Linked DNA regions of Zea mays: region 1 is linked to region 2. A link is a contact called in public Hi-C data. All regions are on one chromosome and are shown on one strand. Each heading gives the region's core, a stretch centred on a gene start, on an enhancer-like site or on the middle of the called end of the contact. The rest is flanking DNA. Distances are from core to core; before and after follow the strand shown. Region 1 holds the start of LOC100192821. Region 2 holds the start of LOC103639606 (UDP-galactose/UDP-glucose transporter 4).

Region 1 (2,700 bases), core at 195-2,694, 240 kb after region 2:
CGTTAAATCTAAAATAAGTGGTGGTGATTTAATATGTGCATCATGTGCACCAATCCTCCATGTGCACCAGATATGTCCTCGAATTGGTGACCCATTGTCCGTCCTGTGCACGGATGACACGCATGTGCTGTCCGACGTGGTGCAGCTAATCATCGGCCTGTTTGCTCGTCGAAGCTATTTGGTGTATTATTAAACTTTTGTTGTAGAAAATCATCGAATTATAATTAAATTCACAAAAAATTATAGAATCGACCAAAATTTGCAAATAAGTTATCAACATTGTTAAATAGTTTATAAAAAAATAATTCTAAGTTCTCACATAAAGATAACCTTAAGTCCCTACATGTAACGCACCCACTGGGCCAGTCCGCCTAAAGCCCACCATCGCCAGCGTCGGACGTTCATGCGCTCGTGCGCAGCCTATTCAGACGGGCACCTCACTCTCAAAACCTAGGCTGAGAGAGGAGGGAGGCCCGCCCTTATAAGTGCAACACGGCCCCCTTGGCTAGGCGAGGTGGTACTAACCCAGGGCATGCATACCGGCCCCTTACATCCCACCCCCCTAAGATGCCCAAAGCTCTCCCAGGCAGCAGCGGCAATGTGGGCTCCGATACCAATTGTAACGATGTAAGGGGCCGGTATGCATACCCTGGGTTAGTACCACCTCGCCTAGCCAAGGGGGCCGTGTTGCACTTATAAGGGCGGGCCTCCCTCCTCTCTCAGCCTAGGTTTTGAGAGCGAGGTGCCCGTCTGAATAGGCTGCGCACGAGCGCATGAACGTCCGACGCTGGCGATGGTGGGCTTTAGGCGGACTGGCCCAGTGGGTGCGTTACACTACATGAAAATGATAAAAGTCTATTAATTTAATATAAATTTGAATATTATTTTAGTGATTTTGGTCTAAAGATGTGTTTAAACAATAACATGATGTACTACAAAGTTATAGATTTCTTCGAGCTCTACAATTTTCATATAAACTTTATCTTCATTCGATTTTATATGTAAAAGTTATGATTTTATAACTATATTATTATGTAAAAAATGAGTACCCGAATTCCGGATATCCGTATCCGACCCGAATATTCGAGTATTTATCGGATAGTACTCGCTTCGTATCCGACCCTAAATCCGAAGCTACACTGTCCGTGTATTACTCGTATTCGTTTCGAATATAAAAAATATCCGAATTCGTATCCGAAAAACAGGTATTTACACTATCCGTATCCTGTAACCGGCAGGTATACCCAACCCGTTTTCACCCATTGAAATCGATGAGGAGGAGATGTGTGGAGCAGAGATTGGGTCCAGCCCAGAAGCCTACCGAGACGTAAGGCCCAGCACATGCACACATGGGCCCTGCACCTGCCCCCGAACGGGCCCGTTTCCACCTCTCGCACGCTGTACGGACGGGCGCACGGCACATCGTCACAATCCCATGGTTTTTTTTTTCCACTGCTGCTTCCAGTTTAGCGTCCGACTGCTCGCTCCCTGCCCCTCCCTCTACCTCTCTCCCTAGGGTTTCTACCACGCGCCCGCTTCCGACTAGCAGGTTGGTGCTCTCCATTCCTCTCCAGTGCAAGCTATTAGTCCTCTCAATCGATCTATTACACGGGGCCCGCTTTTTTTTCCAGCGCTAGCGTCGCCTAACTCCGACCGAGGGGACAACGAGGGTTTTGGGACGGACGGAGGGAGATTTGAAGGAGGCAGCGGAGGGCCGGAGACCAGACCATGAGGCCGGTGTTCTGCGGCAACTTCGACCACGACACCCGCCAGTACGACCTCGAGCGCCTCTTCTCCAAGTACGGGCCCATCAGCCGGATCGACATGAAGTTAGGTACTCGATCTCTCCTCTTTACTTGCCTGGCGCATAGATTCAGTAGAGGGGGTGTCTGATAATCGATGCGAATGCCTAGTAATACATTCTAATTCGGCATGTTCTGAATCTAGTCCTAAATGCGGGCGCACTAGTTTGTATTTGTGTTAATGAGTGTGCCGTGAAAAAATTATTTGATGTTGTATTATATACTAGTACTTGTGACGGGGGCAAGGGAAATCCTGAAAGTCACTGCTCAATTTCTCTGTTGCAGGCTATGCTTTCATTTACTTTGAAGATGAGCGTGACGCAGAGGATGCTATAAGGCGTCTCGACAATGTGTCTTTTGGTTACAACCGGCGCAGGCTTTCTGTGGAATGGTCTAGGGTAATTTCTTGTCTATGGCTCTATGCCTGAATGGATTTTTTTGGCACTTCCATTTTCTGTACGAGCAACATTTTAATAAATGTGTTAATTGCCACCATTCATTTTTTAACTTGTTCAGCAAGTTGAACCGGTGCCAAAGAGCCGTGATAGGCCTACTGGGGATGTAAAGCCAACGAGAACCCTCTTTGTTATCAATTTTGACCCCATACGCACTAAGGTTCAAGATATTGAGAAGCATTTCGAACCGTATGGCAAGATTGCCAACATTCGCATTCGAAGGAACTTTGCATTTGTACAATATGAGACACAAGAGGAAGCTAGTGCCGCTGTTAAGAACACTGACAAGAGGTATTCTTATCTTATCACTTGCCATCCTTCTGTCGTTATTGTGTTGTTCAGTTGCTGCTGCTACCAGTCACATGCCAATCACGTTTTCTGCCTCACATAGATCTGAAGCTGCTTCTAGATTATAAATAGGACATTCTTTTGTTTTCAATATA
Region 2 (2,700 bases), core at 187-2,686:
CATTAATTATATCGATCTCAGTAAAGAAGAGTCCAAATTGCTTGGCTTAGCTATTCTCGCTGTAGCCAGAGATGTAGTATTCGTACCCCTAAAGTAGAGAGAGACATGACATAGATGGCTAGTTTGGCACCTAACCAAAACATCAAATCTTGATGCCAGGTACACTACTTGTGCTCCCTTTTCATTCATAGCTGTGCTATCTGTGTACAATGTTTCAGTCATTCAGAAGACTGCACTGTAATATCACAAGAACTATATATATATGTTTCCTTTCCATTTCTTCCTTGCAAAAAAAAGGGAACTTTATTTCTTTCTAGCTGCTAAAACAAGACCAAAAAGATCATGTGTAGAAAGAAATGAAGGAAGGAAATTGACCTTGGTTGACTTGAACATGATCTGTGCAGGGTAATTGAGGAAGGCGAGGGATCCCTTGGTGAGGCCATTGGAGCCCATGAGCACCGCCGAGAGGCGCACGTAGGTCCGCCACGGGTTCACCATCTGCTTCACCGTGAACCCCTGCAGCCGTATCAGCGCCAGGTACACGAACCCCTGCACAAACGTGAAGTACCAGCCGTAGCTGCAGTGCCGTGCAGTGCAGCCACACACACGGACACGGCGGGAAACGAACAAACAATTCAGAAACGCCTAGGCCGGCGTAGCTAGCACAGCAAGCAAGCGACCACCACAACCTGTGTACCTGAACTGAAGCCTGTTGTACACGTACTCCTACAAGACAAGAAAGCCTCGTCAAAAAGCTTCGCTTGCGGGAGTTTCAGGAAACCACGCTGACCAAGCAAGCGTATAAAAAAGTCCATGGCGACGGAAAACAAGGACCGAGGGAAGAAAGAAAAATGCAGTTTACAATTGCCCCCCTTTTTCTCTGCGTACGAGCAGCCGTATAGACTAGTTGCATACAGGCAATTAATTTTTTTCCATCGAATTCTCGGTACAAAACCTCTCGTCGTACCAGAGAAATCGACCGCGTTTCTTCGTCAAAACTGTATGCGGAAGGAGAAGGCCGGAGAGGAAGAACGAACATACGCACCTCGCAGATGCCATTGACGAGGTAGCCGAAGAAGAAGCCCGAGGAGCAGATCATGAACTGCTGCCACCTAGGCCTGTTTGTCAGAGACACGCCGAACAGCGACCTCCCCTGCTCCTCCCCTCCTCCGGTCATGGCGGCACTGTCCTCCTCCTCCTCCTCCTCCTCCTCCTCCTCCTCCTCCTCCTCCTCCTCCTCCTCCTCCTGTCTTGGGTCGTCCTTCCCCTGAGAACAAGAATGAAGGATCCAGTCGTCAATGGCCGCCCGCCGACGGGGCGAGGGAGGAGGAGAAGTAATGGTAAGAGGGGACGACCAACTGAGGAAGGGCGGCCGAACAAGGAAGGAATAGATGTGGACGAGTCCTCTCCTGCCTGGGCTCGCAAGTCCGCAGCTGCTACTCGCCAAGATATGATAACCGCCCTTATATATACACAAACACAATAAATAAATAAATAAATAAATAAAATGAAGATACGCCAACTGCATGCAGGCCAAGCCGCCAAGGATTCTATTCCTAGGACTAGAGGAGGCGAGGAGTCGTAGCGTCGTCGTCCTCGCTCAAGTCAGTCATGGAGAGCTGCAGCTGCCGGATTTCTCAGAGATTCACAGCTACTACAGCTGCGTCACCCATCTGGCCATCTTTTGCTCGTCATCCAGATCAGTCAGCGGCGGCCGGCGGCAGGCAGGGCACTTGCCGATGCGCACCACGCGGCGCGCCACGGCGTTGATGCACTCATGCAATGCACATGCACCCAGTGATTCTGCAGGTCGCTAGTCTCGTCTACGGTGCTTGACAGGTGGGCTCACGACTCTGATGGGACCGCTTGTCAGCGGGAACAGGAGGGAAGCGCGTCAGTGTTGGTCTATTTTCAGCAAATGAATGCTCCAGATCGTCTTGCTCAGCAAAGGATGATATCACTTAATCAATGCCTATTTTCGACAGGTGTAAAACCTCAACCCTGGCTATGTTTGGATCCAAACAAGCCCTCACAGTTTGTTGGCCCGCAGATGAACCAAAACACACTACTGAGAAAGAAAGAAAGTAAATTGCTTGGACAGTGTTTCTCATATTCGTGAGTAGTAGTATATATTAGAGGTGTATTTAGACGGTCTCCAACCATTCCCAATACAGTTTAATCTATTTACACTTTCTATTATATTTTAATACATCTAGATATCCTTTAGAACTAATTTAGTAATTCTATTTTTTCAAGTGATTTTCGTTTTCACTATGGAAATTAGTTTATTTCTCTATGAGAAAATAAGAATCAATTAGAAAAATAAAGTTTCCAAACAAGCATGATGTGGCGAGCGAGAAGCTTAGCGGGATCTCGCACGGAGCAGCAGAGAGAGGGACAGGAGATATGTGCTTTTGCGGTGGCACGATACAAACGCCGGTCCTGCAACTCCATCGGTGGCGCCCTCGCCGTCCAGCCTGGTTGCTTGACTCCGCCAGAGCGCTTTCTTCTTCGTCACCGTTGCGAAACATTCACTCGCGCCTTCCGATGGCTTCCATAGGGACATTGCTTCCCATCACATACGGGGAAATCTCTCGTCCCTCTCGTCCCTTCATATGTGGGGAATGTTCATGATGAGCGGTAGGAGGCATTCGTGGGGGGATAGTCCACCCCGTATGTTCGATAACGGGGCATTTACCG

The links. Hi-C and Micro-C count contacts between places; a contact is called where the count stands out from the background.
Region 1: a contact with region 2 is called in a Hi-C map of leaf, with 4 times the contacts expected there. The contact joins the promoter of LOC100192821 here to the promoter of LOC103639606 in region 2. A contact is called at or near these places in 3 of 25 Hi-C or Micro-C datasets (ear, leaf and tassel).

What each region holds. Positions count from the first base shown.
Region 1 is chr9:160,724,766-160,727,465 of Zm-B73-REFERENCE-NAM-5.0, forward strand. LOC100192821 reads left to right here and starts at 1,445. Exons shown (of 6, transcript NM_001138012.1): 1 at 1,445-1,549; 2 at 1,632-1,834; 3 at 2,088-2,200; 4 at 2,319-2,548. The coding sequence starts at 1,729.
Region 2 is chr9:160,485,698-160,488,397 of Zm-B73-REFERENCE-NAM-5.0, forward strand. It overlaps LOC103639606 (UDP-galactose/UDP-glucose transporter 4), which reads right to left and starts at 1,437. Exons shown (of 8, transcript XM_035962770.1): 1 at 1,356-1,437; 2 at 1,046-1,267; 3 at 698-726; 4 at 376-577. The coding sequence starts at 1,177.